Linked DNA regions of Macaca mulatta: region 1 is linked to region 2. The links are chromatin contacts, called in public Hi-C maps. All regions are on one chromosome and are shown on one strand. Each heading gives the region's core, a stretch centred on a gene start, on an enhancer-like site or on the middle of the called end of the contact. The rest is flanking DNA. Distances are from core to core; before and after follow the strand shown.

What was found. Hi-C and Micro-C count contacts between places; a contact is called where the count stands out from the background.
Region 1: a contact with region 2 is called in a Hi-C map of cortical neurons, with 2.1 times the contacts expected there. The contact joins the promoter of AGFG2 here to the promoter of NYAP1 in region 2. A contact is called at or near these places in 4 of 14 Hi-C or Micro-C datasets (CD4 T cells, cortical neurons, fetal cortex germinal zone and 1 more).

The regions. Positions count from the first base shown.
Region 1 is chr3:47,742,549-47,747,694 of T2T-MMU8v2.0, reverse strand. AGFG2 (ArfGAP with FG repeats 2) reads right to left here and starts at 2,308. Exons shown (of 14, transcript XM_077996362.1): 1 at 1,966-2,308. The coding sequence starts at 2,186.
Region 2 is chr3:47,678,364-47,683,663 of T2T-MMU8v2.0, reverse strand. NYAP1 (neuronal tyrosine phosphorylated phosphoinositide-3-kinase adaptor 1) reads right to left here and starts at 3,121. Exons shown (of 7, transcript XM_077996318.1): 1 at 2,941-3,121. TSC22D4 (TSC22 domain family member 4) reads left to right here and starts at 3,428. Exons shown (of 5, transcript XM_077996365.1): 1 at 3,428-3,848; 2 at 4,284-5,300. The coding sequence starts at 4,553.

The DNA.
Region 1 (5,146 bases), core at 1,059-3,558, 65 kb before region 2:
ATCATCACTAATATCAAACAACAAGTGTTGGAAACAGCAACCCCCATATGGCATTGGGTAAGTTACAAAACCTCTCTTTGCTTCTGTTCTCCCATCTGTCTTGCAAGAACAATACTTCTTGCTCCCTGGCTCCTAAAGGTATCAAGATAGGGAATGGTTTTTTTGTTTGTTTGTTTTTGAGACAGTGTCTTGCTCTGTCAACAAGGCTGAAGTACAGTGGCATGATCTTGGCTCACTGCAACCTCCACCTCCCGAGTTCAAGTGATTCTCCTGCCTCAGCCTCTCAAGTAGCTGGGACTACAGGTGCACACCACCACGTCCAGCTAATTTTTGTATTTTTAGTAGAGATGGGGTTTCACCATGTTGGCCAGGATGGTCTCGATCTCTTGACCTCATGATCTGCCTGCCTTGGCCTCCCAAAGTTCTGGGATTACAGGAGTGAGCCACAGCGCCCGGCCGGAAAGCATTTTTAAAAAAACGAAACAAAAACAACAGTCTTAAAATAAGACTAAAAAATTGTCAAAATAAATCCCTTGACAAACTTATTAAAAAAAAACACAGAGATCCAGGCCTGATATCAGGTGTTAATCATGCATCTAACCAAATAATATCTTTCTTTTTTTCTTTTTTTTGACACGGAATCTCGCTCTGTCGCCCAGGCTGGAGTGCAGTGGCCTGATCTTGGCTCACTGCAAGCTCCACCTCCCGGGTTTACGCCATTCTCCTGCCTCAGCCTCCAGAGTAGCTGGGACTACAGGCGCCCGCCACCACGCCCGGCTAGTTTTTTTGTATTTTTTAGTAGAGACGGGGTTTCACCGTGTTAGCCAGGATAGTCTCGATCTCCTGACCTCGTGATCCGCCCGTCTCGGCCTCCCAAAGTGCTGGGATTACAGGCTTGAGCCACCGCGCCCGGCCACCAAATAATATCTTAATTTGGGGGTAGGAGGAGTGCCGAGGGGGGTGGAGGGGGACTTACTATATAGCCAGAAAACTAGGCTAGAACTGTGGCTGTAAATTCACTCTGGCGTGACCGAACAGTACCAATGCCAAGTGTAGCACTCAGATGATGCACCAAAGCCCCCCCAAAATCTAGAAAGAGTTTCCTGGATGCTACCACCAGGATCCAGCCATGGCAACAGGGAGCTTAAAGGTGTAAATGATTAACCTTCAGGATGGCTCACCTAGATGTGCAAACGTTTGAAAAAGCTAAGCTCTCTACCAGGGTAACCCATTGGCTCTCATCTCTTAGATTTCATAAGAGTTTTACCTTCTGGGTAACATTTCAAAGCCCTGCTAAGATTAGTATCTACACCTGAACTCTAAACCATGGCTCCCTTCCAGCTACTATCTCTAGGCTGTCAATCTGGGTTAATTCGCCTATTAAAAAAATTTTTTTTATTTTAAAATCCTGTACTCTAATCATAGGAATTTCAACCAAGTTTCAGCTGGCTTCCGCATCTCACACTCCAGCAGGGACACAAGCCCGAAGGAAGAAAGGTGCTCGTCCATCTCCAGGACGGCTTTCCCCACCTTTTTCCTTTTTGCTTTCCACCTGCATGAAGTTCCCTCTAAAGGTGCATGTCATTTTCTGGCCCTTTAAGTCCCGACACCCCATCCCACCCCGAGTTCCCTTCCATCCTCCGCACTTTCTCCCTCCCCACTTACAGTTTGCCTCGCCTCCCTCGGGGACTTTCTCGGTCCCTCTCCGGGCGTCCTTCTGCACCCCCACCCTTCTCTCTGCAGCGCGACTCCGGCCTTGCTTCCTCTCCCCTGCCCTTTCCCCTCCCCACGACACCGCTGCAGCAGACGACCCCGTCCCAACAGCCGGCGCGTTCCCTGACCTCCCCGCCGCCCCTCACCTCGGCCTCTTTCTCTCGCGCCCCGGAGCCCCGGCCTCCCCACCCCGTCCTCGGGTCCCCGGGGTCCCCCCCCGCCGACCTCGGCCACTCCCTCCCGGTCACTCACAGGAGGCCGGAGCAGGTGGTGCACACGAAGCTGCCCACGGTGATATCCACGTAGGTGACCCCGCGCTGGGCGCACTCGAAGCAGTGGCGATTCCCGGCCTGGCTGCAGCCACCCAGCTCCCGCACCCGACGGCACCACACCTCCGAGGCCGCCTCCGCCTCCGCCTTGCCCCCGCTGACCCCGCCGCCCGGGCCCGGGCCCTTCTTCGCCGCCATCACCATCGCTGCCCACTCCCTCCCCGCTAGTCAGCAATCACCCCTTCAACCACTGCCGCCTTCCCGCCTCCTCAGCCGCCTCCGCACGCCCAGCTCCCCTGACAGAAGCTCGGGAGCGGGCGGTGTCCGCAGGAGACTCCGCCGCCCCCCACCCTCCTTGCCCGTCCTGCACGCTAATTGGCTAGGTTTCTCCCACCTCCTTATTCCGATTGGCCCGCCCTGGGACAGCCTCCCGTTGCTGGAGCCGCCAATGCCACGCCCCACCGCCTTCAGCCCCTAGGCCTCTCCTATTGGCCGGCAGAGACCCCGGCAGCGAGAACTGTGCGTGCCCTCTCCTTGTCCCCGCCCCCTCTCGCCACTGCCTCCACCACGGCCCGCCTCCTAGTTCCGATTGGTGAGTCCTCGGCACTCGTTCTCTGACGCTAACTCTGATTGGCTGGCAGGGCTGCAAAGTTAGCGCGCGAGACAGAGGAGGTGCCCCGCGCGTGCGTAGCTGTGGGCCTCCCGACTGATGACGTTAATTCCCGGCAAATTTCAAAGGCTTATTCTAGACTCTAGAGTGTCATGCAAAGCCGAAGAGAAGTGGCCATGTGAGGGGCTGAGCAGGAGGGGGAAAGAAGAGAGCGCTTAAGGGAGAGAGGGAGAGGGAGCAAGAATGCTTTACTAGACCAGTGCTCTAATTCCTGAGCCACGGAGCTAAGGGAGTGCTTTATAACTGTCATTTCATTCGCTCCGCCTATCACAGAGATGGAATCCCCATTTTACACCCTTAGGTTGGACAACTTGCGGCAGATCACACGAGTATGTGGCCCAGGATTCCATTCTGGGTCTTCCAACTTTAGAAACCCTGCCTTTAACCCTCCTAGTAGGTGGACTAGTATTCGATTATTCATTTAACAAACACTGAGTGTCTGCTAGGTTTCAGGCACGTTCTAGACACTGGGAATAGAATATGGCAGCGAAGCAATCAAACAAAATATTCTTGTAGAGCTTACATTCTAGTAGGGGGAAGCAAACAATACACAAATTAAAGAATCACCAGTTAGTGATAAATCCTATGCAGAGAATTAAAATCAGGTCTTGGAAAAGACTTTTTGGGTACTTTTAAAATTTTTAAATTTAACTTTATCTTTCTGAGATGGAGTCTCACTCTATTGCCCAGGCTGGAGTTCAGTGGCATGATCTCGGCTCACTGCAACCTCTGCCTCCTGGGTTTAAGCAATTCTCATGCCTCAGTCTCCCGAGTAGCTGAGATTACAGGCAGCTGCCACCACCCCCGGATACTTTTTGTATTATTATTATTATTGTTATTTTTTCTTTTTTGAGGTGGAGTCTCACCCTGTCGCCCAGGCTGGAGTGCAGTGGCACGATCTCGGCTCACTGCAAGCTTTGCCTCCAGGGTTCACGCCATTCTCCTGCCTCAGCCTCCCAAGTAGCTGGGACTACAGGCACCTGCCACCACACCCGGCTAATTTTTTTGTATTTTTAGTAGAGACGGAGTTTCACCGTGTTAGCCAGGATGGTCTCGATCTCCTGACCTCGTGATCTGCCCGTCTCAGTCTCCCAAAGTGCTGGGATTATAAGCATGAGCCACCGCGCACAGCCAGTTTTTGTATTTTTAGTAGAGACAGGGTTTCACCATGTTGGCCAAGGTGGTCTCAAACTCCTGGCCTCAAGTGAGCCTCCCACCTTGGCCTCCCAAAGTGCTGGGATTACAGGCATGAGCCACAATGCCTGGTGACTTGTTGGGTACTTTAGATTGGGTTGGTCACTGTCATGCACGTCCGTCCGTGTGAAGAGACCACCAAACAGGCTTTGTGTGAGCAATAAAGCTTTTAATCACCTGGGTGCAGGCAGGCTGAGTCCGAAAAGAGAGTCAGCGAAGGGAGATAAGGGTGGGGCCGTTTTATAGGATTTGGGTAGGTAAAGGAAAATTACAGTCAAAGGGGGGTTGTTCTCTGGCGGGCAGGAGTGGGAGTCACAAGGTGCTCAATGGGGGAGCTTTTTGAGCCAGGATGAGCTAGGAAAAGGACTTTCACAAGGTAATGTCATCACTTAAGGCAAGGACCAGCCATTTTCACTTCTTTTGTGGTGGAATGTCATCGGTTAAGGCAGGGCAGGACATTTTCACTTCTTTGTGATTCTTCGGTTACTTCAGGCCATCTGGGCATATACGTGCAAGTCACAGGGGATGCGATGGCTTGACTTGGGCTCAGAGGCCTGACAGTCACCATTTTTAAAACAATGACTTTTTTTTTGAGACAGGGTCTCGCTTTATCGCCCAGGATGGAGTGCAGTGACACAATCATGGCTCACTGCAGCCTCAACCTTCTGGACTCAAGTGGATCCTCCCACCTCAGCCTCCCAAGTAGCTGGGACTACAGCTGTGTGCCACCATGCCTGGCGAATTTTTCAAAATTTTTTGTAGAGACTGGGTCTCACTATATTGCCCAGGCTGGTCTGGACCTCCTGGGCTCAAGTGATCCACTCACCTCAGCCTCCACCTCCCAGGTTCAAGCGATTCTCCTGCCTCAGCCTCCCAAGTAGTTGGGATTACAGGCGCACGCCACCATGTCCAGCTAATTTTTGTATTTTTAGTAGAGATGAGGTTTCACCATGTTGGCCAGGCTGGTCTTGAAGTCCTGACCTCAAGTGATCCACCCGCCTTGGCCTCCCAAAGTGCTAGGATTACAGATGTGAGTCACCGTGCCCGGCCTCTTTTTTTTTTTTTTTTTGAGACAAGGTCTTGCTTTGCTGGCCAGGTTGGAGGGCAGTAGCACAGTCGTAGCTCACTGTAGCCTCAACCTCTCCAGCTCAAGTAATCCTCCCACCTAAGTCTCCAGAGTAGCTCAGACTACAAGCACACACCACCATGCCTGGCTAATTTTTTATTTTTTTGTAGAGAAGGGGTCTCACTATGTTGTCCAGGCTGGTGGCTGGCAGTCTGCTCTCTCTCTCTCTCTTTT
Region 2 (5,300 bases), core at 1,872-4,371:
TCTAGGGGACAGAGTGAGACTCTTGCCTCAGAAAAAAACAAAAAAACAAAAAACCCAAACTCCTAATGTTTTAAGAAAGTTTACAAATTTGTCCTGGGCCACAAGCTGCCGGTGCAGTTGGACAAGCTGGCTTTAGTCCATTCTTTGTTGGCAGAGGAGGGGTAGTAAAATAATACCAAAGTGCCTTGTAAATTGTAAAGGGTCCTACATATTAAAGGCTATTAAGAATGCTCCCAGGGGAGGGAGATACTAAAACACTTAAAACCCATTTCACATTTATACCTTTAGTATGATTAGTTTATACGTATAGGTCGGGAGCGGTGGCTCACGACTGTAATGCCAGCACTTCGGGAGGCTGAGGCGTGCAGATCACTTGAGGTCAGGAGTTCGAGACCAGCCTGGCCAACATGATGAGACCCCCCCATCTCTACTAAAAATACAAAAATTAGCTGGGCGTGGTGGCGGGTGCCTACAATCTTAGCTACTCGGGAGGCTGAGGCAGGAGGATTGCAACCTGGGAGGCGGAGGTTGCAGTGAGATGAGATCATGGCACTGCACTCCAGCTTGGGTGACAGAGCGAGACTTCATCTCAAATTAAATTAAATTAAATTAAGACATAAAAATTTGTATGTATTCACTCAACAAACATTTCTGCAGAGGTCAGCAATGTGCCAGGGCCTCTAGACTCAGATACCAGTGCCTGAGGCAGAGAAAGGGATTGCCCAAAGATAATTTTTTTTTTTTTTTTTTTTGAGACGGAGTCTCGCTCTGTCGCCCAGGATGGAGTGCAGTGGCTGGATCTCAGCTCACTGCAAGCTCCGCCTCCCGGGTTCACGCCATTCTCCTGCCTCAGCCTCCCGAGTAGCTGGGACTGCAGGCGCCCGCCACCTCGCCCGGCTAGTTTTTTGTATTTTTTTAGTAGAGACGGGGTTTCACCGTGTTAGCCAGGATGGTCTTGATCTCCTGACCTCGTGATCCGCCCGTCTCGGCCTCCCAAAGTGCTGGGATTACAGGCTTGAGCCACCAGGCCGGCCCCAAAGATAATTTTTGGATAGTTTGTAGCAAGTCAGCAAGAAGGAAGGAGGGCCTGGGGACGGAGGGACCAAGGCCATGTTCTGAGTGTTGCTAGAGGAGAAGAGGTTCTGTGAGGGACAGAGGGATGCAGTCTGGAGGGGTAGGGAGCAGGTGGGAGGCTGCTTCCCAGACATCACTACTTGGGAGGCTCACAGACCTGGGCTATGGCAGTCATTGTTACTATGGCTTAAGGGAGAGAAACAGGAGTGTGGATGTTTCTAACAAAGAGATAAAGAACAAATACATAACGAGGGTAGGTATTCCATTGTTTTATTTTTACCTAACCCTAAAGAGGGGTTAGAAATTTCCCTGAGGCCAGGCACCATGGCTCACGCCTGTAATGTCAGTTTTTTGGAAGGCCCAGGTGGGAGTATCATTTGAGGCCAGCCTGGGCAACATAGTAAGACCCTGTCTCTATGAAAACTAAAAAATTAGCCAGGTGTGGTGGAGTACACCTGTGGTCCCAGCTACTAGGGAGGCAGAAGCAGGAGGATCACTTGAGGCCAGGAGTTCAAGACGACCCTGGGCAACATTGCAAGACCCCCATCTCTACCAAAAAAAATTTTTTTTTAAAGAAATTTAGCCAGGCGTAGTAGTGTGTGTCTGTAGTCCCAGCTACTTGGTAGGCTGAGGCGGGAGGACCAACTGAAGCCAGGAGTTTGAGACCATACTGGGCAACATGGTGAGAGCTCCCATCTCTACAAAAATTTAAAAATTAGCTGGGTGTGGTGGCGTGCATCTAAAGTCCTAGCTACTTGGGAGGCTGAGGCAGGAGCATGGCTTGAGCCTAGGAGTTCCAGGCTGTGGTGAGCTATGATCACACCACTGCACTCCATCCTGGGCAATAGAAGAGAGAGAGCGAGAGAGAGAGAGCACCTGTCTCTAAAAAAAATGTGGGGGAGTGGTTGGGGCAAAGGGAAATAGTATAACATCCAGGATTTGGTTTCAAATAGTCCAGCAAAATACAGCTGGCTCCCACATGTCATTTCATTGAATGTCATTTCATTATAACGTTGATGATTTTTTAAAAATTAATTTTGGGTTGGGACCACCATCCGTGTGGAGTTTGCATGGTCTCCCCATGTCTGCATGGCACGTTTGAAAATTTTCATAATAATCCACTTTTTTTTTTTTTTTTTTTTTTTTTGGTGAGACATGGTCTCATTCTGTTGCCCAGGCTGGAGTGCAGTGGCACAATGTAGGCTCACTGCATCCTCAACCTCCTGGGCTCAAGAGATTCTCCTGCCTCACAGCCTCCTGAGTAGCTGGGACTACAGGTCTACATCACCACACTCAGCTTTTTTTTTTTTTTTTTTTTAAGACGGTCTCGCTCTAATCGCCAGGCTGGAGTGCAGTGGCACGATCTCTACTCACCGCAACCTCCGCCTCCCGGGTTCAAGTGATTCTCCTGCCCCCTGAGTAGCTGGGACTACAGGCGCATGCCACCACACCTGGCTAATTTTTATATTTTTAGTAGAGATGGGGTTTCACCATGTTGGCCAGGATGGTCTCAATCTCTTGACCTCGTGATCCGCCCGCCTCGGCCTCCCAAAGTGCTATTTTTTAATTTTTTGTAGAGATGGGGATCTCGCTATATTGCCCAGGCTGGTCACAAACTCCTGGGCTCAAGGGATCCTCCCACCTCAGCCTTTGAGTAGCTGGAATTATAGGTGCACATCACCATGCCCAGCCAATTTTTTTTGTTTGTTTTGTAGAGACGAGGTCTTGCTATTATATTGTCCAAACTGGTCTCAAGCAATCCTCCTTCCTTGACCTCCCAAAGTGTGGGGATTACAGGCATGAGCCACCACCGGGGTCCGGCAATAATCCACTTTTAAAAATAAGGAATGGGGGGAATAATAGTACCTTCCTCATGCAGTTGCTGTGAAAACCAAAGGAGAATGACAGCCACAGCCGCCCCGCAGCAGGGACTGGGCACTTCTGGGTGGGCATCCAGCACACCTCCCGGCCTGTGCCTTCCGTTTCTTCTGTGTGTCTCTAGGCCAATGGCAGCAACTGACTACAAGTAAGGGAATCCCTCGCCTCCCTGCAAGCTCCTCCCCTTTCTCCCCGAGCCCCGCCCTCTGCAGCCCCTGCCTGCAAGAGTGGGGCTGGGCCCGGCAGGTGTGGGGTTAAGAGAGTCTGTTTGGGGCCCCCAGGAGCAGCAGCCTAAGCAGTGGCTGCAGCAACTGCAACAGCAGCGGCTGTGGCAGGCCTGGCCCCGGGCCAGCTGGCGGGAAGCCCCAGGAGGGAGGGAGGGAGGAGGAAGGGGAGGAGGAGGGGAAGGAGGAGGAGGAGGAGGAGGAGAGGAGCAGTCAGCAGGCCCGAGGAGGCAGGACTTCCTGGTGTGGGGGTTGTCAACAGCTCAGAAGGAGAAAGACGGAGAGGCAGAGACCCAGGGGAGCGGAGGAGCGGAGACACGGACCCAGCGGGGCCACGCGGGAGGAGACTCGAGACACCCACTCGCTGGCTGCCACCGGGAGCAGCGGGGGGCTCGGCCGCCCTCTCCCACATCAGTCTCCAGACCCCTGGGGCTTCAGCGGCCGCTCCTGGGCTCCTCGGAGGAGCCGCGGGTTCCTTCTTTTCCGGAGAGCAAACTTTCCTCGGAGATGCCTCCCAGGATGAGCTGAGGCCCCCGGAGAGGACGGGGCAACCTCTGATCGCCGCCTGCGTGCCCCGCCACTCCCCCTGGCCAGAAGGCCCCAGGGAACGCACAGCCCGACCTCTTAGGCGCCGGGACCCTCAGGCTCAGATCAGTGGCTGAGGCCCCAGAGGTAGGATTCGGGGCTGGGTGGGGCGCTGGGGGTAGCCGGGCAGGGCCTGCCCCAGGGATGTGGGAGCTGGGGTGGGCTCGAGGCCCAGGAGAGGTCTCTCTGAGTGGCCGGGCCAGGCTGGGGAGCTGCTTCACCCCGGTTCTCCCAGGCCCTGGAGTCCAAGCTCTTGGGACAATACCCGCCCCCTGAGTCAGAATCTCAGATGAGAAATGCACAACTCTGGAACTCATCTGCCTCTTCCTACTCTGAGCGCCTTTTTGGATCTGGTCCCCTCTGCCCTGGTCTCTGTCATCTCTTGCCTGTCTCCGGGTCTCTGACGGTTTCCCCTTCCCCCACTCTGCTCCCCGGAGAGGAAGCCCCGGAGGTGGCCTGCCCACTGGTTTCACACACACACACAGACACACACACACACTCTCTCTCTCCCTCTTTTTCCAGTTTGCAAACTCAGCTCTGGAGTTCAGCAGCAACAGCAGCAGGAAAAACCTGCCCGTGCTCCCCCCTCCCGCCACCTCCCCTCTCCTCTTCTCCCCTCACCCAGCAGGCACCCCGGGTTCCCACCAGGCCCTCCTGCCATGTCGGACCCAGACGTCCCCAGGGGCCCGGATGCCCCCACCATGTGGCCCCCTTGTTCCAGGGGTGCCTGAGCCCCTTCAAGGAGTCCCAACCCACCCCCAACCTTGGCCCAGCCCTGAGCCCCAGGGACCATGAGCGGGGGCAAGAAGAAGAGTAGTTTCCAAATCACCAGCGTCACCACAGACTATGAGGGCCCGGGGAGCCCAGGGACTTCAGATCCGCCTACTCCACAGCCCCCCACCGGGCCCCTGCCCCGCCTGCCCAGTGGGGAGCCCAGCCCTGATCCGGGGGGCAAGGGCACCCCCCGGAATGGCTCCCCACCACCTGGGGCCCCCTCCTCCCGTTTCCGGGTGGTGAAGCTGCCCCACGGCCTGGGAGAGCCATATCGCCGTGGTCGCTGGACGTGTGTGGATGTTTATGAGCGAGACCTGGAGCCCCACAGCTTCGGCCGACTCCTGGAGGGAATTCGAGGGGCCTCAGGGGGCGCCGGGGGCAGATCTTTGGATTCCAGGTTGGAGCTGGCCAGCCTCGGCCTGGGCACCCCCACCCCACAGTCAGGCCTGTCTCAGGGCCCCACCTCCTGGCTCCGTCCACCCCCCACCTCTCCCGGACCTCAGGCCCGCTCCTTCACTGGGGGACTGGGCCAGCTGGTGGTGCCCGGCAAAGCCAAGGCAGAGACACCCCCACTGTCGGCCTCCCCACCCCAGCAGCGCCCCCCAGAGCCTGGGACCGGTGAGAGTGCGGGCACATCCCGGGCTGCCACGCCCCTGCCCTCTCTGAGGGTGGACGCGGAGGCTGGGGGCTCAGGGACCAGGACCCCTCCACTGTCCCGGAGGAAAGCTGTAGACATGCGGCTGCGGATGGAGTTGGGTGCTCCAG